7 separate regions of the Mus musculus genome follow, and all the other regions are linked to region 4. The links are chromatin contacts, called in public HiChIP or PLAC-seq and promoter capture Hi-C maps. All regions are on one chromosome and are shown on one strand. Each heading gives the region's core, a stretch centred on a gene start, on an enhancer-like site or on the middle of the called end of the contact. The rest is flanking DNA. Distances are from core to core; before and after follow the strand shown.

Region 1 (3,146 bases), core at 641-3,140, 790 kb after region 4:
GAGTAGACTGACTCTACAGGGAGCAGGAAGGGCTTGTCCAGGTCCCGGGTGGGCACTGGGATGTAGGTGTCCACAGCATCCAGGAGCTTCTGCACTGACTTCACGCCTAGCTCAGGGTCACGTTGCTGTTGGAGACATGACAAGACCTTGAAACTTCTGTTCCTATCACAGGATGCTAAGTTTCCAGGTACAGAGCAAAGCTCTACCCCGTCCTCTACCAACAGGAGCCTGTGCTGTGCTCACCTCAAGGGCACAGAGAGCCGAGCCTACGATGACTGGAGTTTCCTCTCCTTTATAGCCAAACTCGGTGAGCAGCTCCCGGATCTCCAGCTCGACTAACTCCACCATCTCTGAGTCCTGGACAGCGTCTGCCTTGTTCACGTACACCACAACATGTTCTACCCCAATCTGCAGGCAAGACAAGAGACTGAGCAACTCTCCTGAGCCATCTGACGTCTCACGGATGTCCATCCCACTCAGACCCCAGTACCTGTTTAGCTAGCAGTAAGTGCTCTCGGGTCTGGGGCATGGGGCCATCATTAGCTGCCACCACCAGGATACAGCCATCCAGGGGGGCAGTGCCTGTGATCATATTCTGGGTGGAAGAGGAAGAAGGTCAGCTTAGTTCAGGGACCTCTTCAACATGCATCCTCTAATGAGAAGTAGCTGTGAAGATCTCCATCTCTCTGCCATGTCTTCACCACCCACAGCCACAAATCCTTGTTCTTATATTCAAACACCGCCACTATTTTATAACCTCCCCCCCTCACACCTCCACTGAACGGAAGCAGGTGCTGGCTGTCCCCAGCAACCCTCACCTTAACATAATCTGCATGACCAGGACAGTCTGTGTGGGCATAGTGTCGGGCAGCAGTGCTATACTCCACATGGGCTGCATTGATGGTGATGCCCCGAGCTCGCTCCTCTGGGGCATTGTCTATCTCCTCGTACTTCTTGAACTTAGCTCCACCTCCCTCGGCTAGAACTACCGGAGGAAGAGAACACACCTCTCAACTCAGGGTCAGAGCTACAGACAAGGCTCGGGGCACACGCCTGAACCCCTCATACAGAAACAATCTGGAAGGATAAATCTCTGTTAAATCTCAATTCTAGGAAATCTCAAATGTAATTCTAGGAAAGATAACTTTGTAAGACAGTGAGAGAATTTCCTAAGGTGTGTGCTCATCACAGACGCTTCCAATTCTTCGCTGACAGCATCTCTTTACAGACCACTCTACACTGGATGGAAACCATTCACAGTTTTCATTTTATGCCTCACAGAGCTCTTCCTGTACAGGGAAACCTGTCTCCTGCATCTTCCCACCAGCCTTCGTCCCAAGTGTCTCTTGGAGCCATGCTAAAGTTCAGCGGACTACAAGACACCCACCCTACGCTCTAGTTCTGACTCTTCCAGCTGACAGGACATTGCCCGACGCCTCCAACCCAACCCAACCCTACTCACTTTTCGTGATGGCTGCAGTCAGGGTGGTCTTGCCATGGTCCACATGTCCGATGGTACCCACATTCACATGGGGCTTGTCGCGTACATAAGTCTTCTTGGCCTCCACAGCTAGGCCGCGACACAAGAAGGGTGATGCGGGAGCCTTCAGCGGCCGCAGCCGACCTTGCAGAAATGGGGTCGGGCTGGCGCAGAGACCTGCGGGGAAAGGCACTTGGGAGTCAGGGATCCGAACCCAGCTACCCTCCGCGCCCCTCGCAACTCCGGGCTGCCTGCGTCCAACCCGCCCCCTCACCGCTGAAGCGGGGCGTCGCTCGCAATAGAGTGGCTGCCGCCATTGTGGTAGTACTCGGTGACCGGGACCGGGAACTAGGCACCCGGGGCCCGCGCGTGCAGGGAAGGACGGGCACTTGGGACTGCAGATCACTTCCGGCGGAAATGAGGGTCCGGACAGCGAGTTTAGGAGCCTCTAGCAGACAGTTTCTATGGCCACGGCCACTGATATCCGGGCATGGAGCGGAAGAGGGGGTTTCTGGTGTCTCGCGGGGGACGATGGGGAATTTCCACAGTTCAGCCTGAGGGGGCCGCTTTAGGAGGAAAATGCGGAGCGCCCCATAATGCACGAGCGCCCCCGAAGGCTTATGGGTGTTGTGGTTTCCAGGGCAGCGGGCTTGGGTCAGTTTGTGACAGGCTTTAGCTTCGCCTGGGTTCGGTCCAGAGAGAAGATCTCCCAGCCTGTAAGAGGCAAAATTAACGAGAGTCAGGGATGGAGTCCCGGGAGTTCCAGTCCTTGGCCATTAAATAACTGCCCCCATATCTCTTGCAGGGATCCTGTGCTTTCTAACATTTTGAAGTCAAACCCTCCTCCCCCAATAGTCCTTTGGACGCTTGACAAGCAGTTTTCTTTCCTTTTTCTTCCTTCTTCCCCACTACCTTCCGAGACAGGGTCTCCTTGGCTGGCCTATGTAGACCAGGCTGGTCTTCCAGCTCTAGAGAAATCTCCTGTCTCAGTGCTGGGATTAAAGGAAGTTTTTTTTTTACTGTTAGTTGAATCTTTTGTATACCCAGCAAATGTTTGTTCCCTAATGAATAAGTGGTTTTTGTTTTTGTTTTTTTTTAAGATTTATTTATTCTATGTAAGTACACTGTAGCTGTCTTCAGACACACCAGAAGAGGACATCAGATCTCATTACGGATGGTTGTGAGCCACCATGTGGTTGCTGGGATTTGAACTCAGGACCTTTGGGAGAGCAGTCAGTGCTCTAAACCACAGAGCCATCTCTCCAGCCCCCTAATGAATAAGTGTAAGTATAGTAATGACTTTTAACTGTCACATTCATCTTTTCGCACAGCTTCTTCAACTCTCACAAATAATAGAAGCTTCTTAACTCTGTCTTTCTTTCTGAAATTTACCCTATCAGCTTAATTGACAGTATCTTTTCCAAATGCTGTAGATTCCCTCATTCCATCCCTAGAGAGATGTCTAGGCACAAGCAAGCTACATCACATCTCTTCTAAAAATCAAGTGGAAGGAGATACAGGTACACACTTGTGACCCCAGCACTTAAGACACTGCAGCAGGAAGTCCAGTCCTAAGGCCTGAGCACAGATTGAAACTCTGAAAAGGTAAAGATAAAGGACAATAGAGTGTTACTGGAATCTTGTGCTAGACTCCCCTCAGTCTTTG
Region 2 (3,081 bases), core at 468-2,967, 710 kb after region 4:
GTATGTCTGGATCCCACACTCTTCCCAGTTCTCTCTGTGTGTCTCTCCCCCTCTGCCTCTTTCTGTGTCATCTCTCAGCTTCTGCTCTGGCGCCATGGCTGCTGTCATGTCCCTGCCCGGTTGATCATGGACTCATCCTCTGAAACTGTAATCCCCAGTGAGGTCTTTCTTCTATACGTTGCTTTGCTTTTGCATGGTTTCTTCATAGCAACAAAAACGGACCTAATCCTGGAAGCTGAACTCTGGCAGGCAACATGCATACACAAGAGACTGGCACTGGGGCCACGCTGAGGTAGGCACACAGACATGCATACACTGCCAGCAGGCTAGCAGGCTAAGGTGAAGCCTCAGGCCTCTGACCTCAAGGCCGTCTTTATATAAAACCCACCCAACAGTGCCATTTTGCTAGAATTATACTTCACTGTTTATTTTTGGGCACCCCAGACATCAGTTGGTGAAATGCTTGCCTAGTATGGATCTAGACCCTGGGTTCCATACCCAGTACTACAAAAATCTAGGCCTTGTATGTTGCAAAGGCCACTAGGAATTGGGGGAGGTGGGAGGTGGTAGGGTGGTAGTCAGGGGAGGTGGTCAGAAGACAACTATCAGGAGTTGTTTTTTCTATTCTGTGGCCATAGGGAACTAACTCAAGTTCTTACGCTTGGTGACAAGTGCTTTTTCATCTGAAACACCTCGTGGGTCCAGTGGCTAGCTAGTATATGCTCATTCTGCACAAGGTACTGTCCCACACACATCATATGTTCTCATTTTATTTTCCTAATATCAAATGAACAAGTGCTATTATTCCCCTTTGTTTGTAGCACAGGGAGAAGAGCAGAGAGAGATTAGAAGTTAGAAAGTTTGCCTAAGAAAACGGTAAAGACAGGATTCCAACACTCAAGATCTATGAAGTTTGCTTAAACCTGAGAAACCATGCTCTCTTCTGAAGCATATATATTAAAATTGGAAAGATAAGGTAAGATTAGTATGGCCCCTGCACAAAGATGTCACACAAATTTGTAAAGCGTTCCGTATTTTTAAAATCCTTTTCTAAAACAAAACAAAACAAAACAAAATGACAACAACGACACTCCTCCAAAACCTCGCAGGACATCGGCATCAAGCTGACACCAGCCCTTAGATTCTTACTCTGAAGTTAAGATGGGCGGCCAGAATACTTTTTGTTTTTTTGTTTTTTTTTTTTGTTTTTTGTTTTTTTTTTCGAGACATAGTTTCTCTTGGCTGTCCTGGAACTCGCTCTGGAGACCAGGCTGGCCTCGAACTCAGAGATCCACTTGTTTCTGCCTCCTGAGCGCTGGGATTAAAGGTGTTGAGCCACCTCCGCAGGCTTCAGAGCTTAGCTTTTTTTTTTTTTTTTTTTTTTTTTCTTTTTTTTTGGCCCAGTCTGGCCTTGAACCCATGATCCTCCTGCTTCACCCTTTCTAGTGTAGGGAATTACAGACGTGCACCATGGGGCGGTTACTAAATTCTATATTGTCAGTCTTGCAGCCTAGTCCGGGCGGTCCTAGTGAGCAGCCAGTCAGTCTTAGTTTAGATAAGATTTAGAACCTCGGCTACTAATTCGTCCCAGGCCGTGTATAGCGCAAAGGCCACTGGGAATTGTAGTTATTTAGCGCATTCTTTGGTGCTTCCGGGAAGTGACGCCCCCCCAACCTTTTCCTCTTCCGGCGTCGTGCCTGTCTCACCTGCTCAGAGGGACTCGGCAGCTTAGCTGGTTCGTGTCTCTTGGGCCTCGTGCTCCGTGGAGGGCAAGGGGGAGGCCGTGCAGGCGGGAACGGGGGTCCGGGTCGGGAGATGGTAGCCGCGGTTGCCCCCAAACCCTGACGCCGCGGGTTTCCTCAGGTTCCGGCCGCGAGCGCCTCAGCCCTTCAGCGCCGTCGCCATGTCGCGATTCTTCACCACCGGCTCGGACAGTGAGTCGGAGTCGTCCCTGTCCGGGGAGGAGCTCGTCACCAAACCGGTCTCCGGGAACTACGGCAAACAGTGAGCTGGGGGCGCGGAGGGGACGGGTTTGGCGGGCTGCGGGGGCTCGGGTGGGCGAGCGGAGCCATGGGCTGGGCGCGTCTGAGAAAGGAGCTCTCGCAGCGAGCTGGGGGAGCCCTCGGCGTCCTCGGTACCGAGGAGGAGGAGAGGTTTTCCGTTGCTTAGTATTGCATCAGCTCTTAAGGCCTCCAAGTCTGCAGCCTCGTAACTCCTGCCCACATTCCATCTCTCGCATCCCTTCCCGCCCCTTGACTGTGGCTTTCGGAAACTCCCCGTATCGTAAATCTTCCCACTAAGCTTAGTCGTTATGATTTGTACTCATGGAGGGAAACCCTCAGTGCTTGGTTAGTTTGGCCCTGAAATCCGGTCGTTTGGCTCTGCGTGCCAAATGCTAAACACTGCTGTGTTCATCTTTATTTACTGTCTTTTTCTCGATCTCTGTAAATTAAAACTTTTTGAACTTTGAAACAGTTCTCAAAACAACATTGTTTTTGCTGTGTACCTGAAGGGTTTTAAGACATACTTACCTCCACAGAGACTTTTTTTTTTTTTTTTTTTTTTTGGTTTTTCAAGACAGGGTTTCTCTGTGTAGCCCTGGCTGTCCTGGCACTCACTTTGTAGACCAGGCTGGCCTCGAACTCAGAAATCCGCCTGCCTCTGCCTCCCGAGTGCTGGGATTAAAGGCGTGCGCCACCACGCCCGGCGCTCCACAGAGACTTGTAGAGAATTGTAGATGAATATCCAGACATATCCATGTGACTGCGATAGCATAACACTGTCCAAAGTGGAAAAACTATCACTTGTCCCATATTAAAAAAAAATTGTCAGGAAAAGTTAATACCATGGAAAGAAAATAATAGAGACACTGTTGCTAACTGAATGCTTTCACCCATTATTGAAAAAAATACAATCAAAGAGAGTGTTAGAATTCACCAAAACTAGTGGCCTCTCCTATTTTGGGAAATGTTTCTTTTTAGAATCTGGCTAGGTACCAGCTCCTTGGAGCTTTTCCCATTTGTTAGAGTTAGGGGGCCTTTTGTCTGCTGCTTTCTTAGGTACTTGTAGCCATATGTGCTG
Region 3 (3,149 bases), core at 477-2,976, 850 kb after region 4:
CCTGGTAGGATGGGAAGGGAATTTCAGGCCCTTTACTATGGAATCCAAGGTCAAGGGCAGACCATAGAGGGAGATCTGAGGGGCTGGAGCAGCAGTCCAATAGAGCATGCCATAGTAATACTACTGCCAGGAAACAGAGTAGGGGCAGGTCTGACATCCTTGAGGACACTCTAACCTCTGCCCAGAGGAGAACAGGAAAAGGCAGAGGACCTGGGACCAAGAAAGCTGGTGTCTCCCAATCCACAGAGGCCATGAGACAGAGGGGGAGAAGGAAGGAGATGCATGTATTTGTGTAGGGTGCTGTAGGGATACCTGGGAAGGAAGGGAAATCATAGGACTAAGCTCAGAGACAACAGGCTGAGTTTCGAGCCTCGAGGCCCAGAGGAAAATGAGGGTGGTTCAGAGAAATGCGAAGTTTCTGGCTCGTATTCTGGGCTGATCTTATGTCAGCAAGAACAAGAAATGATACCCATGGGTATCATGGGTAAAGATGATTGCTACACTTAGCTGTGACTGACAAGAGTTGCTGACAACACTTGTGGTGTTTCTCTGCAAAATAGAAAGGGGCACTCAGGTTCTGGGACACAGTCTTTTCTCTGTTGAGCTACCTGAAGCTCATCTGAAGCCCTCCTCGCCCTGCATTCCCTGCTAGAGGGGCGCAGGCAGACAGGCTGTCGGGTGGGTTGTGTTGGGAGCGGGTGCCTCACCTTTCAGGATGGCCTGCAGGGAGGCCACCTCCTCTTGGCACTGTCTCTGCACTGCAGCCACTGCCTCCGCCTTGGTGCTCTCGCTCACCTCAGCTACAGCCTTCATGGTTTCCATTTCTGCCAGGGCACCGGCCAGTTCGGCACGAAGCCGACTGAGCTCACTTGACTCGGATGCATCCTTTTGCTTCTCTTGGGGCTGGGGATCCAGCGCTGTGGGGAGCGGGGAGTGGGGGGGACAGTGACCAAGATTTATTCCCACGGCTTGCCGATCTCCTAACACCTCAGGCCACCCAGCAGTCCAGTAACCCAGTCCTACTCTCCATCTACAAGGACCTCATCCCATTCCCCTGGTCCTGCCCCTCCCGGAGTCCCAACTAACTTGGCTCGACCGTCCAATCCCTTCCAGTGGCCCCGCCTCGCCCCCTTACCTGCCCCACCCACAGACACACCCACCGTGTAGGCCACGCCCACCCCGGTGGGCGCTGTGCCCCGCCCCCTTCCCGAGCCTCCGCGCTGGCCGGCTGCCGCCAGCAGTCGCATTCGGCTCCGCCCCCAGCCCCCTGCTCCCCACGTGCGCAGCGGCGCAACTCCCGCACCGATTCCTGGCCGCCGGTGCCCCCGATTCTCACCTAGGGTTGCTGGCGCAGCTGCCATCGTCTCAGCCCAAACGGCGGATTCCCGCACTCACTGGTGATGGCACTCCCGCTTCCGGGTCCGCTCGGCTGTTTCCGGATCCGCTCGGCTGTTTCCGGATCGGCTCTGCAGGGGCCGCGGGGGGTGGGAGGGCGGGATGGTCAAGAGACGCCGACTGCACTCGAGTGGACGCGCGGCCTGGATCCCGCCTTTCTTGCAGCCTCGTGGGACCGCCCCCGCGCTCCCGCGCTCCCTGGAAGCTCCGAGGGCTTCGGGTCTGCGGTAGTCTTCTCTGGTGCTGAGGATCTGCTGAGGCTCCACTCGAGGCCACCTCCTGGAACGCCTGGTCTTAGTCCTAGAGGACGCTGCGCGCGGCCTCCTCCTTCCCTCCGCCCGGCCGCCCTTCCGCCGTAACCCGACTCGCGTTACTGCGAAGTGTGCCCGGCCCGCCCAGCATCTCCGCCCCGCGGGCCAGGGCTGGGTTGGCGTTCTGAAGCTTGGCGCAGTCAGTGGCAGAGGTGCGAAATCTACGTGTCTCCAATCCCATTTTCATATGGCTTCCTGCAAATCTCTTTCTCCACTCCCAGGGCTGTAAATCTTTCAGCCTGGGTCTGGGTCAATCTCTCATTATGTATGACCTCTCGCTTTGGAGAGTCACAGCAATTCAAACAAGTACAGAGCCTGGGTCCCCCTGCCTCCAAACCGGTTTTCTATAAAAGACTTTGAACCTGGAAGTCCTTGATTCTTTGTGGTCTCCTTGGAATGCACACCAGTGTACTTATACCAGGATGCCTTCCTCATTTCTCCAGCACTAACACCCAATCGTAGTACCCATCACGCCTGAACTAGCAAGATAACCCTTATCTCCTCCTCCTATGTGCCTACTGGTGGGCTTTTAGTGTTAGAGGGAGCCCACTACAGATTATCCCCAGACAGCCTGTGGTGGTTTGAAAATGCTTGGCCCAGGGAGTGGCACTATTTGGAGGTGTGGTTTTGTTGGAGTGGGTATGGCCTTCTTGGAGAAAGTATGTCACTGTGGGTGTGGGTTTTAAGACTCCCTCCCGACCCCCACCCCCGGCTGCCTGGGAGCCAGTCTTCTGTCTTCAGAACAAAATGTTGAACTCTCAGCTCCTTCTGCATAATGTCTGCTTGGATGCTGATATGATCCTGCCTTGAAAAATCTCATGAAAGAGATTTATTGGAGGGTCCTGGGTGTGAAGAACAAATCCAGGGGTGGCTGCCCTCTGTTCCCAGGAGCAGACAGCACGGAATTAAATAGAGGGCAGAGCTTAGATAGGATTTCTTAGGGGTGGAGCTTTTCAGGGCAGAGAGTTCCAGATTAAGGATTGGTGGGATTTCAAGTCCTGACTTTGGGGAGCTCAGGGATTGGTGGGGTTTTGCGGGAAGCCCAGAGATTGGTGGGTTTCCCTGCTTAAGGATTGTTGACTCCCCCCCCCCCCCCCCCCGCCTTCCTTTTTTCCTGCATCTAGGCTATGGGTTAAGGTAGGAAGTCCTTCCTGGCCACAGCCGGCTTTTACTGAGGCACCACCTCTGTAGGGCCGCTGGCGAGGCTGGAGAGCTCCTGCTGTAGTAATTCACCAAGAGTGTAGGCCGAGGCAGGAAAGGCGTTACCACCGTGGACAGCTCCTGCTGAGGTGGGGGCGGGGGTAAGGAAATGCATCCGAGTGGACAGCTCCTGTGATGGCTGCAGGCTGAGAAGGCCTCCTCCCTGCCACCATTTTGACAGGAGCTGGCATTTTTGATAGCTTCTGCGAGGGCATTTTATTGTGGCTGGGGTTGACTGCCGCT
Region 4 (3,258 bases), core at 599-3,098:
TTCCTTTTCCTTTTTTTTTTTTTTTAAGATTTGTTTATTGTACTTATATGAGTCCACTGTAGCTGTCTTCAGACACACCAGAAGAGGGTGTCAGATCCCATTACAGATGGTTGTGAGCCACCATGTGGTTGCTGGGAATTGAACTCAGGACCTCTAGAAGAACAGTCAGTGCTCTTAACCACTGAGCCATCTTTCCAGTCCCCATATTCTTCCTTTTAAATAAATGTTTTATTTTAAGCCAGGCAGTGGTGGCCCACCCCTTTAATCCCAGCAGTTGGGAGGCAGAGGCAGGGAGACCTCTGTGAGTTTAAGACCATCCTGGTCTACAGAGTGAGTTCCAAGACAGCCAGGGCTCCACAGAGAAACCCTGTCTCTATGACATGTGTGTGAGGAGACCAGAAGAGGGCTCCACGGAGATCCTCCTGCCTTTGTCTCCCAAGTGCTGGGGCTAAAGTCATTTGCCACACCATCCAGTTGTGAAAATCTTGACAACTTCACTTAGATTCCACGAATCCATGTAAAGGTTGGGGAGAGCCAAGCTACACAGTCATCCCCGGAAAGCCACACGCACCATCAAAGACAGCAATAATACAAAGATTCATTTACTTTTATTTTGTATGTGTAGGAGTGTTTTGGCTATATGTTTGACAGGGAACTGTGTGTTCCTGGTGCTCTCAGAAGCCAGAAGAGGGACATCAGGTCCCCTGGAAACTGGAATTACGGATGATAGCCACCATGTAAGTTCCAGGAACTGAACCCAGGTCCTTTGCAAGAACAGCAGGCGCTCTTAACCACCTACCTACCTCTCCAGCACCTATTTTAGGCTTTTTGAGACAAGATCTCACTGTGGAGCCCAGGCTAGAATGGACATCATTGTCTTCTTACCACAGTTTTCCAAGTACTGGGATCACACAGTGGAAAAACCTATTCATTTATTTGGTTTAGGGTTGCAAGCTGTAGAACAGGCTGGCCTGGAACTCACTATGTAGTACTATGTAGTACAGGCTGGCCTGGAATTAACAGTCTCAGTCTCTCAAATGGTGGAATTACAGGCATAAAGCCACTACTATGAGTTTAGCATTTATAATTTCAGTAGACATTGGCAAACCCCCCTGCCTGGATCTGAATTCTCACATATATTAACTTCAAGAAATAGAGACATCTTAGCACAGAGTAGCCATAAATAAATAATAAATTAGCTTGCACTGAAGATGCAACTCACTGCTGCCAGATAATGGCCAAAACAGTACCCAAACCTGTGCAGAATTTTTAAGTCCATGTGAAACTTCACAACATCAATTGTGCAATTTGCTTATGCAATCATAGTATTTACTTTGTGATGTCCCCTTTCTTCCCCTAAACCTCCCCTTAAAGTATTTTCTTAGCCTAGATTAGCTTTGTGTCCTGTCAAATGACCCTAGGACTGTTCTGACCTTGGGGCTAGCCCAGTGCCAGAGCTTCCTTCCGTAAGTAATTTATTCTTTGGTAAAATGATTCCAAAAACAGCAGACTTCTGCCAGCCAACTCCAAGACCAGGTTCCCAGGGCGGAGGGGGGCGGAGGGGACAAGACACGCACGGGTAACGTGGCTCCCACCTGTAATAACAGCACTTGGAAAGCTGAGACAGATCGATGGACTCGAGTTCGAGTCCATCCTGATCTGCGTTCCAGGCCGGTTACAAGGGGTTCACGTGATGATCTCGCGGGGACCGGTTGTGCAAGCAGACGGTTAATTTGTAATACACCTTTTTGAGTAAAGGAAGCCCGCCTCTCGGTACGGGAATCGTCATTGGATAGAGCAGCTGTCAATCACGCTGTATATAAATAGAGGCCGCGCGGCGCTCCGACAGGCAGCGTGGCTCGAGTCCTCCGGTCCGGCTCGCGTGGTTGATCATCTCCTGGCGTAACCTTGGCCCGCTGTGGCTGGGAGACTCATCTGCAGGTATCTGGGCCTTCTGGTCCGCACGGCCTCCCGGGCGAGCGGCGCGATGGCGGAAGCGGCGGCGGCGGGCGCCAGCGGAGAAACCATGGCGGCGCTAGTGGCCGCAGAAGGTTCCTTGGGCCCGGCGGGCTGGTCTGCCGGCCGGAGTTTCTCCAACTACCGGCCGTTCGAGCCCCAGACACTGGGCTTCAGCCCGAGCTGGCGGCTGACGAGCTTCTCCGGCATGAAGGGCTGAGGCTGCAAGGTCCCCCAGGAGACCCTGCTCAAACTCCTGGAGGGACTGACGCGGCCCGCGCTGCAGCCCCCGCTTACCTCGGGTCTGGTCGGGGGCCAGGAAGAGACGGTGCAGGAAGGGGGCCTGTCCACCAGGCCCGGCCCCGGCTCAGCCTTCCCCTCGCTGAGCATTGGCATGGACTCCTGCGTCATCCCCCTGAGGCACGGAGGCCTGTCGCTGGTGCAGACCACCGACTTCTTTTACCCCTTGGTGGAAGATCCCTATATGATGGGGCGCATAGCTTGTGCCAATGTGCTCAGTGACCTCTATGCCATGGGTATCACTGAGTGTGACAACATGTTGATGTTACTCAGTGTGAGCCAGAGCATGAGTGAAAAGGAACGAGAGAAGGTGACACCGCTCATGATCAAAGGCTTTCGTGACGCTGCGGAGGAGGGAGGCACTGCAGTGACCGGTGGACAGACAGTGGTCAACCCGTGGATTATCATCGGTGGCGTTGCCACGGTGGTGTGTCAGCAAAATGAATTCATAATGCCTGATAGTGCCGTGGTAGGAGATGTGCTGGTATTAACCAAACCTTTAGGAACCCAGGTTGCTGCCAATGCCCACCAATGGCTGGATAATCCTGAGAAATGGAATAAAATCAAGATGGTGGTTTCCAGAGAGGAAGTAGAGTTAGCCTATCAGGAAGCTATGTTCAATATGGCTACTCTAAACAGGACTGCTGCTGGCTTGATGCACACTTTTAATGCCCACGCAGCCACGGATATCACAGGCTTTGGCATATTAGGACACTCTCAGAACCTGGCAAAACAGCAAAAAAATGAAGTGTCCTTTGTCATACATAATCTGCCAATAATTGCCAAGATGGCTGCGATCAGCAAAGCCAGTGGGCGCTTTGGCCTCCTCCAAGGAACGTCAGCTGAAACCTCTGGGGGATTACTGATTTGTCTGCCAAGAGAGCAGGCGGCCCGCTTTTGTTCGGAAATCAAATCTTCCAAGTACGGAGAGGGTCACCAAGCTTGGATCGTTGGCATCGTGGAGAAGGGAAACCGGACAGCCCGGATCATTGACAAGCCTCG
Region 5 (3,399 bases), core at 180-2,679, 660 kb before region 4:
CTCATGTGTACACACACATGCATGCACCAGCACAAGCAAACTCTGAGGCTGCTGCTCTCCAGCCTGTCTTGAGGCAGGGTTTCATGAACCTGGACCTTGCTGGTTCGCCTAGACTGGCTGGGCAGCAAAGCCCCAGGGTCTGCTGACTCCCACCCAGGACTGTCCTGGGGTTGCAGCTGTGAACCGCCACACTCACACTTTACAGAAAGCCAGGGATCGGAACCTGGGTTTTTATGGGCCTGCACGTGGGAATTGCTTTACCACCGAGCCTTCCCTAGGCCTTTCCCTGAACTCCTACCCTACCTACTTCACAACACCCCGGCTTTGTCTTTATTTATTTATTTATTTATTCTTTTTTTTTTCCAAGACAGGGTTTCTCGGTATAGCCCTGGCTGTCCTGGAACTCACTTTGTAGACCAGGCTGGCCTCGAACTCAGAAATCCCCCTGCCTCTGCCTCCTGAGTGCTGCTGGGATTAAAGGAGTGTGCCACCACATCCGGCTTTTTTTTTTTTTTTTTTTAGAGATTTTTCTCTATGTAGCCTTGGCTATCCTAGAATTTGCTATGTAGACCAGTCTAGCCTCAAACTCACAGACATCTGCCTGCCTGTGCCTCCGTGGGACAAAGCACAACTGGCTTTAAAGACACGTGCCACCACACCTGGCCTAACTTTGCCAGTGTTGTTTGGTTGGCATCTTTCCATGCCCTCTGAGGATTTGGTTCCCAGCGTTGTTCTTCCACGAGCCCTGCAGCTACTGTGCAGTTGAGAGTCCCACTAATTGGGTCTATATCACAGCTCCTAATTTGAAATGATTAATCAATAATTGCCTTTTGTTACTTGATTCGAGTCTGACATCCCCACTTCATCATCATCTTAAGGAGGTCATAGATGGTACAGTCTGCCACTTGTGCCGGGTGCACAGATAGGTACTTAGCAAATACTTACCGGATGATTGTCAATAGCCAGCCGTGCTCAACACCTGCAGGAAGGTGTTTCTACAGAGGGCCTGCCACGAATGGCTTTGGCCTGGGGCATTCCCCCATGCTAGTTTTAGATACCTGGCCTGAGGAGGGATGGGAAGGGCTGAGCAGCGGCTGTGGCCCTACCTTAATAAGGTCTAGACCAGGCCAGGTTGTCGGGGAAGAGGGGACTAGGAGTGGGGGGAGGGGGGGTGATAACTGAGTGACCAATAAGACCTGGGGTACTTGGCTGGCCCTTAGGGTTCCCAGTCCTGCCTGGGACTGCTTTCTGACTGTCCAGGATCAGTTTTCCTGTATCAAAAGCACCCACTGCGAAAGGATCCAGGAAAGGACCACAGAGGCCAGAAGCAGGAAAAAAAAAAGCCTGCTTTCCGAGGAGGAGGAGGAGGGCGTGGCTGAGGGAGGAGCCCACAGGTGGTTGGCTCCTGAAGTGCCTGGAGAGGTCTCTGTTGACCAAATTGTAAGGCAGAACAGGTCCACGCTGGTCACTGCAGAGAGACTAAAGGTGTGTCCCGTCTTCCCCCTGGCCATTTTCTGCCGAGAAGCCTGCTTCACCTTCCCAGCCTAGATCCTGGGATTCCTCACTCTGATCCCACACCTAGATCCTGCCTTCAAAACCAGCCTTCTGGTTCTTCCCTTTCTACCTAGGGGCTCCTTCGGGGGGCCCTTGTCCTAGGCCATGGCCCTAAGGGTGGGCCTGGGACTTGGGCAGCTGGAAGCTGTGACCATTCTGCTCCTTCTCGGATTGCTCCAGTCGGGAATCCGTAAGTATGGATCCGCGGGAGGGAGGGTTGGAGAAGGAGCCCCGGTGAGAGCAGGCTGGTCCCCGTGTAGACTGAATTCGCGAATCTCCGTGTTCCTACCGTCTTCCCCTCTTCTCTTGTTAGTCCCCCAAACAAGGAATCACCCTATGGGGAAGCGGTTGGCGTGAAGGGCTCTGGGGACTCAGGCCTCCCTGCCAACTCCTCTCTCTTTCTTTCCCTCCAGGAGCTGACGGGACTGAAGGTGAGGCTTTCTGCGGGAGTTGGGGGAGTGAGGGCACAGCGGCTCGGTGTCCCCTGGCGGGTTGTAGGAACACTTGTCGCCTAGCTGGGCTTGCACTTAGCCACACTAAGTGTCCCAACAGCTCTGAGTGTATGGAATCTTGGCTCTTGTTTTATGAGGAAACTGAGGTAAAGAGATGCAGTGAGCTGTCCGCGGGCATAATCGAAGCCTGACTCTCAGTGTGGGTAGGGGAGGTGGCTCTGAGAAGATCAGCTCCAGTGTAGACTGGTTTCCGGTCTGAGCATAACTATCTAGTAGCCTTGTCTCCTTATCTTTCAAAGCTCCAGTTTCTTTGCCTTGAAAAGCTGTTCAGTTCTGTTCTTCTAGGGCTGTGAGGAAGACCGGGAGATTGGGAAGTGAAAGCCCCTTGGAGCCTAGATGCGCCTCAGCTGCAGTCTGAGTAGTAGCCATTGTCAGGATTGTGAGGGAATGAAGGAAGAATCTAGCTAGGTGTTTTCTCTGCCTACTGCTAGCTTGGGGGGTGGGGGGAGCGGCTCAGGTCCCCAACCTGAGGAATCCAATTTCCTTGCAATGTTCAATCACACCCCTAGTTCTCCTGTGCTCAGCAGATGGGGAGAGGGTGGAAACAGGTGTGTCTCTAGGTAACGCTCAGGTTGGTGCAGTTGGAACAGTCATAGGCATGAGAACAGGTGTCAGCCAGCCTGGACTCTGTGGAGAGGGCCCTGGAAGCTGAGAGCGACACCTGTGACCTAGCCGGCTGATCCAAACATGCCATGGAGGGGCTGTGCCCGGATGGCTCTCTAGCCTAGTGGAGAAAGGCTGGAAAGGCATTCAGAATAGAGTGACTGGTCTTAAAGGTCCAGTGGTAAGGAGTGAGTGGCCCAGTGGCTGTGACAGGAAGCGGGGCTGTGTGATAGTCAGAGGATAGTGGCATATGTACCTGCAATTTATTTTTTTTTAATTCTTTAAAATTAAGTGCCGGGCAGTGGTGGCGCATGCCTTTAATCCCAGCACTCGGGAGGCAGAGGCAGGCGGATTTCTGAGTTTGAGGCCACTTGGCCTACAAAGTGAGTTCCAGGACAGCCAGGGCTACACAGAGAAACCCTGTCTGGGGAAAAAAAATTAAGTGTTTTGCCCTGTGTGTCACATGAATGCCTGATGCCTCTGGAAGTCAGAAGAAGGTATCAGATCTCCACCCATTAGAGTTAGGGGCAGTTGTAAGCTGTCATGTGGAGAGGTTGCAAGAGGCCTTAGCTCTCCTGTCCTTGGGATGTATCTTAAGGTCAATATGGAGCCATGGAAGAGTTCTGCAAGGCTGACGTGGCCAGACTCGTGGTTTGTGTACTCAGACTTAAGGGGCAGACTGGGTAGAAAGCAAGGCTTAAGAGGAAGGGGCTGCTGTGACACTTGAATA
Region 6 (3,072 bases), core at 437-2,936, 690 kb after region 4:
GTCTCACCAGCTCAGGGTCCTGTCCTTCAGTGACCTTTACTCTCAATACCTCTGGTGTCATCTGGGCGGCTTCACTCCTCTCTCCCACAAACAACTCCTCAGTGCTGACTTCTGGAGAGTCTTCCCAGTCAGGTTCATCTTTAGCCTCCGTGTCTAGGACTAGCGTAGGCTCTGTGGCCCAGGAGTTCCTTTTCTCCCTGGAGGATTCTTCTGCCCGTACCTCTTCTTCTAGACTCACTCCATTATCCCTGATGGCTAAGTCTTGCCTCTCCTCATCCTCAAAGCTGCCCTCTGTTTCCTGTTCTCCCATAGCCTCCTCTTCAGCTATGTGGCCTTCAGTCATCTCTCCAGTTCTCTCAGCCTCCAGGGTCTGGATCGGAAACCTAACTTCAGCCTCTCTCTTCTCGTCGACCTCATCCTGCTGGTCTCCCTTGTCAGCCTCTTCTAGGACCCAGACTCTCCCAGTAGTTCCTGGGAAGTTGTCTCCTGGGTCTGACCCGTATTCTGTTCCCTGAACTCCTAGGCTATCAGCCCCCTCCCTGTCTGAGACTGTCCAGGCCTCTCTACTCAACATGGCCTGGTCCTCAGACTCGGCCCCGGGGCATTGTGTCCCCTGTGCCCTTGCCCTTTCACCATCCCTCATTGGGACCATCCTCTCCTCTTCCTTGTCAATCCCTTTGGCACCAAACCATTCGATTTCTGCAACCATGTCTTTGGCCACCCAGTCTATCTCTTTGCTGTCCTCTGTCACATGCTGCCCCTCAGTGCCAGCATTCCCCCCAGGCTCGCTGTGCCAGGTTGGCTGTGACTCCACCCCCTCGGCCATCCCTGACTCTGCTGCTCTGACCACCTCCTCCTCTTCTTCCTTCTGTTCACAGGTTCTCAGAGGCTCCCCACTGCTTGCTTCCTCTTCACCGTGCTCCCAGATCTCCTGGGCTGTATTACTGCTCCTGTCTCTGTGAGTCCCAGGCTCTGCCTCAGGCTTCAGTGGGACACTTGGCTCCTGGCCCCTGGCATCCTCAGCTGCCTTCCAGGACCCAGTGTCCTGCCTTTCTGCTTGGGGCCTTGCAGAGCTATCTGCTCTCCACCCCCAGGTCTGTTCACCAGCTAAACTTCCTTCTTGGCATCTTCTAGTCTCTTCGGGTGCTTCTACCCCCTCACTCTGGCCACTTCTAAGTCCCTCCAGTACCTCCTGGGCTTCCTCTCCTACAACCTTCCCCTCAGTCACCTCTCCCAGTTCCTCAGCTGCCTGTGTCTGCCTCTCTACTGTGGGGACTGTGTCTCCTACGAGGTAGGACACAAACGCACTGAAGGAGTCCTAGAAGAGAAGAAAGAAGAGTGAAGGCACTCAGGGGAGGTCTAACCACTTCCCCAGGAGTACACTGTTAACAAAGCCCAGGTAAGAATCAGGGATCTGGACGTCTGCTAAGGGACCCCGACAAGGCCTAGCTTGAATAAGTGGGTACACTTGTAGAGGCAGGAGATTGAAACCCAGGAAGGACTGGGCTAGGAGTCTGGCTGACTGTAGGAAAGGGAGCTCAGGCTTCAGGAGAGGCTGTAAGGGAGAGGAAAGGTGAGACTACGAGGAATGGTGGAAGTTTCGGGTATCTCTCTGCCCCTCTCACCAGTGCTCCCCTCAAAGCCTGATGTAGCCCAGGGAGACGAAGCCGGAGAAAATCCATCCTGCAGGTCTCTGTGTGTCCAGAAAGCTCACAATGACCATCCGTCCCCACCCACGAAGTCCTCCCCAGCACCCAAGACACTTCCTCTTCCCCTGACTCTCCCTGACAAATCTCCACCCCAGGCCCTGTGCACCTCCCCCCTGCTCATGGATGACTTCATGACAGGCAGGGGGATGGCTTAACAGTGTCCAGGTGACTCAGACTCGGGTGCACATCTGGAACTAAAGGGCAGAGGATCGGGCCAGAAAGGGGAAAGGGAAAAAAAAAGTGGAAACAGGAGACCTCAGAATTGGGTATGGGGGAGGGGGCATTCGGCAAGTGCAGCCTGAGTGACTCAGGTCTTGTATTCGCACCTCAGCCATTTCCGCCTCCTCCAAGCCACAGCCTTCAGTGAGAGGAAGCTAGGGTTTGTGGTTCCTGATTTATTTGGGGGAGAAGCTGTAGAAGTGAGGATAAGGCCACTGGAAGTTCTGGGTTCCCATTTTCAACGCCATTAAGATTTTTCTGGGGATGAAAGGTCTGGATTGGTGCTCAATGCCCACACCCTCACCTATGGTTATTCTTGTACTGTGGTCATGTGTCCTCACAGCTTACTGTGAGTTCCTTAAGGACAGAGGCTGCAGAATTTCTAGAGACTCGTTTGGGTAGGAGGATCCTTTTTCTCACTGTTTGAGTGATCTAGGAAGAACACCACAGGAGGGCATATTTCAAACGGCAAATCTTAATGACAGGTGGTTGAAAAGACCCGGGAGAAGTGGGCAGAGGCTGCTGGAATCCATAGCAGAGGAATAGGCTTGATGAAGAATGGTCAAGATGCTGCCCTGCCATCGAGTGGAAGGTAAGGGAAGGACTCCTTATTTGGAACTGTGAGGTGACACATTCCAACTATCCTCTCAGCCTCATTCTCCTAACTTCCAATTAGGACAAACGGCTGACATCACAGACCAGGAAAAACACCCATAGCAGCTTTCTCAGTGAACTTAGCACCTTTGCTCTATTTCTTACTGCTGAGTCTCTGAAGTCAGCTAAAAGTCTAGCCTCTGTTGCACAGTGGGGCGGAGGGACCTTGGTTTTCTCTTGTAAAACCAGGGGTTGGACAACTTTCGTGGTATTTGTTGTTCTAGGATAGTAAGGCAAAGGGGATTTAACCGTAACATCGTGAATATTGCCACAGATAATTCATAGAATGCTGTTTTGTGGGTGTTTATTTTTAATCGATCTACTCTCAGCTACTTCCCAGATGCTTATTATAGGTCTTTACAATAGGTCTGTAAGGACAACAGATAACACTTGAGGCTGGTCGCCTTTGCGCTCAAGCAGAACTTGTCCTTGGGACGTTGGGTGGGGTAGTGGGACATCCGCAGCAAAGTAGCCATAATTGTTTCAGGCA
Region 7 (3,399 bases), core at 245-2,744, 640 kb before region 4:
TTTCCGAAGGTCTGAAGTTCAAATCCCAGCAACCACATGGTGGCTCACAACCACCCAGAATGAGATCTGACTCCCTCTTCTGGAGAGTCTGAGGACAGCTACAGTGTACTTACATGTAATAAATAAATAAATTTTAAAAATAATAATAAAAAATAAATAAATAACTTTTTAAAAAACAAAAATTAAGAGATGAGTAAGAGCTAGCCAGGAAGACATGAGATTACTTATAGCAAGAGCAGGTGATAAAAGGCACATAAACACATAGTTTTGGCGGGCAGAGCAAGATTGGTCTGGCAATAGCCCTTACTAGAAGTGCCTAGAAACTGGAAAGGTCTCAGACACCTTTAATCCCAGCACTTGGGAGGCAGAGGCAGGCGGATTTCTTCTGAGTTCGAGGCCAGCCTGGTCTACAGAGTGAGTTCCAGGACAGCCAGGGCTACACAGAGAAACCCTGTCTCGAAAAAACAAAAAACAAAACAAAAAACAAACAAACCCAGTCTAAGGAGTTTAATTATGTTTTGAGACAAGGTCTCTCTATGTAGTCCTGGCTCTTCTGGAACTTGCTATGCAGACCAGGCTGGCCTCAAACTCACAGCCTTCCCAGGGCTGGGATTAAAGGTGTATGCCACCATGACCGACATTTATTCGTTTAAATTAGATGTATTTATCGTATTAGGGGGTGGGGGATACTCTTATATGGATTCTGAGGGCAAACAGTAAGAATCATTGTCTCCTTCTACCATGTGGGTCCTGGGGACAGAACTCAAATCACCAGACTTGGTGACAAATACCTTTATGTCCTGAGCCATCTCAGCTCGGAGTTTATTTTGAAGCCAGCAGCTTGAGGTTTATTTTGAAGAGGGAAAGAAAAGGAAGAAAAGATAAGGAAGATAAGGAAACGTGTTTTTAGGAACTGGGCTGTCCTCTTTGCTGGCGATGAGGGGGCAAGAGAAATGTAAAGACAGACAACAAAACACCAATGAAGGAACAGATATAGCAAAAAAAAAAAAAAATGAAGCCTGAAATCGAACCAGAGTGAATGTTCACAGGCCAACTCTGTATTCAGCTGACTGGTGGCTTTACAGGTGAAAACAAGCATGGCCTGACTCCAACCTCCAATTACAAAGTGGGCTTCTCAGCTCCCGAAATCCCGCCTTCTTACCTGAGTCACCACCCTGGCCCCAAGACTCCCAGCCCCACAGAGCGCCCATTCCTAGGCCATGCCCATTCCCTAAATCCCGCCCCTAGGCCCTGGGCCCCGCCCTCACGCCAGGTGCTATCCGGCCGCCGGCACAGGTACGTTTCTCCGATCTCCACGGTGACTTCTGGTTCGCCACGCGCCGGAGTCGGCGGAGAGACCCGGCCCGGGGACCGGGCAGGCCCCTCGACTGCTGCATTTTCCCCCGGGCCGGGCTCTCCCTCCCCTACAGTTCCTGAAGTTGTTGCAGCAACTGCAGCTGTAGCTCCCTGTGCCGCCATTGCTGTGCCGGAAGTGACCGGCCAGAGAGCCGCTTTTATTTCCGGATCAGTGGGGGCGGGCATAGTCTTGCGTGTTGGAGGTGGGGAGGTTGTGACGTGGCAAGGTTTTGTTTTGTGCGTACTGCGTGTGGCTGTTGTTGCTAAAAATTGGCCCAACTTGAGACAGGGTCTAATTACAGTCCTAACTGACCTGGAACTCGCTATGTAGACCATACTGGCCTCGAGATCCACCTGCTTCTGCCTTTTGAGTCCTGGTATTTAAAGACGTGCACCGCCACACCCGGACTTAGCTATTTTTGTGGAGTTGTTTGTTGTGACATAGCCCGGGCTGCCTACACACTTGCTGACCTAGCTCCTCCTGCCTTGGGTTCCCGAATGCTGGGATTAAAGGCGAGCATTCCTATTTCTTGAGAAAGGTTCTCAGAGGCTAGCCTGAAATTCATTGAACGTGCAGCAGTATCCTGGGGATTACAGTTGTACTCTATCACTGAATTAAGTTTTATGGGATGCTTGGGGCCAAAACCCAGGGCTTTTTATATGCTACCCACTCTATATTTGCGTCTCTCGCTCAGGGTGGGAGCAAAAACCAGTTGAGACAGGAAAAGAACAGGTGTGCCAAATAAACTACCTTCAAAATAAACTTACTCACTCTTTCTCTCTCTTTTTTTTTCAAGACCGGGTTTCGCTGTGTAGCCTTGGTTGTCCTGGAACTCACTCTGTAGACCAGAAATCTGCCTGCCCCTGCCTCCCATGTGCTGGAATTAAAGGCCTGCACCACCACTGCCCGGCAACTTCTTTTCTCTTAAGAATTTCATGTAGCGGGGCTGGAGAGATGGCTCAGCAGTTAAGAGCACTGACTGCTCTTATGAAGGTCCCGAGTTAAGACCCCATGGTGGCTCACAACCATCCATAACAAGATGTGACACCCTCTTCTGGAGTGTCTAAAAACAGCTACAGTGTACATGTATTTACATATAATAAATAAATAAATCTTTGAAAAACAAAAACAAAAAACCTCGAGCGTGGCCAGGGAGAACCTTGAGTGGTTGTCTAACCTCCACCTTTCAAATGTTGAGGTTAGGATGGCACCACACCAGGTTCATGCACTGCTAGAGATTGTACCCGAAGCTTCATTAATGTTAGGCAAACACTACCACTGAACATCTCCAGCCAAGAAGGGTTTGAGCAGGGAGACAGTGCCTGGAGAATCTGTAGTGACACTCCTCCAAGTACAGAATACCAATTCTCTGAGACTCAGTAAAGGTTAAACCATATATACATATGGTTAAGTCATAGCTTTATATAAGCTATATAGCAGCATTCAAGGTAAACTTATTGGTAGATGAATTGGAGTAACACATGTCTAATTTGCTGTTTAACTTCACCTTTCTACACACACACACACACACACACACACACACACACACGTGTTTTCCTTAATTACTGTATTGGGGCACCGGACACCTTTAATAGCTTGCCCAGTGCATACTACTTTAGGAACTGCGTTGTGGGCGAACTAGTCGATGAAAAGAAGCAGCACTGTAAGACCTTTGTTTTTTAGGGATGATAATGCCAGCCAGTTCCTCCTTAGCTGGCTTACTGGAATAAAGCTCCTTTTCTCACGCTCTATTGTTGAGACTGACTGGCTCCTGCCACATGGTTTTACGTACCCAGCATGCACTGGTAACTTTTACAGTAGCACACAACAGTGTGTTGAGTCAGAGTAGGGCTGGATAAACATCTCATTTAGACATTCTCTGAAAGTTCTTTGATTCATAATTTGGTGATCAGTTTTCATAAGGTTTCTTTTTTTTTTTTTTTTTTTTTTTTGGTTTTTCGAGACAGGGCTCCTCTGTATAACCCTGGCTGTCCTGGAACTCACTCTGTAGACCAGGCTGGCCTCGAACTCAGAAATCTGCC

What was found. Promoter capture Hi-C pulls out the DNA fragments that hold promoters and counts their contacts. HiChIP or PLAC-seq counts read pairs in DNA pulled down with a chosen protein or histone mark. Capture Hi-C pulls out chosen DNA fragments and counts their contacts.
Region 1: a contact with region 4 is called in a promoter capture Hi-C map of liver, with 2.8 times the contacts expected there. The contact joins the promoter of Tufm here to the promoter of Sephs2 in region 4. A contact is called at or near these places in 2 of 115 datasets of contacts at active chromatin or transcription factors (kidney and pancreatic cancer cells) and 1 of 9 other capture datasets (liver).
Region 2: a promoter capture Hi-C map of liver shows a contact between it and region 4, with 2.6 times the contacts expected there. The contact joins the promoter of Eif3c here to the promoter of Sephs2 in region 4. A contact is called at or near these places in 2 of 9 other capture datasets (adipose tissue and liver).
Region 3: a promoter capture Hi-C map of liver shows a contact between it and region 4, with 2.2 times the contacts expected there. The contact joins the promoter of Rabep2 here to the promoter of Sephs2 in region 4. A contact is called at or near these places in 4 of 39 promoter capture datasets (hippocampal neurons, liver, neutrophils and 1 more) and 1 of 115 datasets of contacts at active chromatin or transcription factors (bone marrow-derived macrophages).
Region 5: a contact with region 4 is called in an H3K27ac HiChIP or PLAC-seq map of embryonic stem cells, with 3 times the contacts expected there. The contact joins the promoter of Prss8 here to the promoter of Sephs2 in region 4. A contact is called at or near these places in 2 of 39 promoter capture datasets (embryonic stem cells and second pharyngeal arch cranial neural crest) and 1 of 115 datasets of contacts at active chromatin or transcription factors (embryonic stem cells).
Region 6: a contact with region 4 is called in a promoter capture Hi-C map of liver, with 2.4 times the contacts expected there. The contact joins the promoter of Apobr here to the promoter of Sephs2 in region 4. A contact is called at or near these places in 1 of 115 datasets of contacts at active chromatin or transcription factors (embryonic stem cells) and 2 of 9 other capture datasets (liver and pancreatic islet).
Region 7: a contact with region 4 is called in a promoter capture Hi-C map of pancreatic islet. The contact joins the promoter of Kat8 here to the promoter of Sephs2 in region 4. A contact is called at or near these places in 2 of 39 promoter capture datasets (the C10 cell line and hematopoietic stem and progenitor cells), 1 of 484 Hi-C or Micro-C datasets (B cells), 1 of 115 datasets of contacts at active chromatin or transcription factors (microglia) and 1 of 9 other capture datasets (pancreatic islet).

The regions. Positions count from the first base shown.
Region 1 is chr7:126,486,099-126,489,244 of GRCm38.p6, reverse strand. It overlaps Tufm (Tu translation elongation factor, mitochondrial), which reads right to left and starts at 1,890. Exons shown (of 10, transcript NM_172745.3): 1 at 1,755-1,890; 2 at 1,463-1,657; 3 at 819-985; 4 at 491-595; 5 at 244-408; 6 at 1-125. The coding sequence starts at 1,797. It overlaps Gm46001 (a long non-coding RNA gene), which reads left to right and starts at 2,731. Exons shown (of 3, transcript XR_001778288.1): 1 at 2,731-2,763; 2 at 2,914-3,085.
Region 2 is chr7:126,565,002-126,568,082 of GRCm38.p6, reverse strand. Eif3c (eukaryotic translation initiation factor 3, subunit C) reads left to right here and starts at 1,717. Exons shown (of 21, transcript NM_146200.1): 1 at 1,717-1,735; 2 at 1,864-2,004. The coding sequence starts at 1,904. Gm25579 (a small nuclear RNA gene) reads left to right here and starts at 934; the gene lies at 934-1,039.
Region 3 is chr7:126,427,344-126,430,492 of GRCm38.p6, reverse strand. Rabep2 (rabaptin, RAB GTPase binding effector protein 2) reads right to left here and starts at 1,726. Exons shown (of 13, transcript NM_030566.2): 1 at 1,337-1,726; 2 at 708-917. The coding sequence starts at 1,361.
Region 4 is chr7:127,272,649-127,275,906 of GRCm38.p6, reverse strand. Sephs2 (selenophosphate synthetase 2) reads left to right here and starts at 1,848. Exons shown (of 1, transcript NM_009266.3): 1 at 1,848-3,258. The coding sequence starts at 1,988.
Region 5 is chr7:127,928,143-127,931,541 of GRCm38.p6, reverse strand. Prss8 (protease, serine 8 (prostasin)) reads left to right here and starts at 1,429. Exons shown (of 6, transcript NM_133351.3): 1 at 1,429-1,744; 2 at 1,968-1,985. The coding sequence starts at 1,660.
Region 6 is chr7:126,583,622-126,586,693 of GRCm38.p6, reverse strand. It overlaps Apobr (apolipoprotein B receptor), which reads right to left and starts at 1,686. Exons shown (of 4, transcript NM_138310.1): 1 at 1,626-1,686; 2 at 1-1,318. The coding sequence starts at 1,682. It overlaps Cln3 (ceroid lipofuscinosis, neuronal 3, juvenile (Batten, Spielmeyer-Vogt disease)), which reads left to right and starts at 877. Exons shown (of 18, transcript NM_001146311.2): 1 at 877-1,399; 2 at 2,414-2,520.
Region 7 is chr7:127,910,612-127,914,010 of GRCm38.p6, reverse strand. Kat8 (K(lysine) acetyltransferase 8) reads right to left here and starts at 1,494. Exons shown (of 11, transcript NM_026370.2): 1 at 1,269-1,494. The coding sequence starts at 1,479.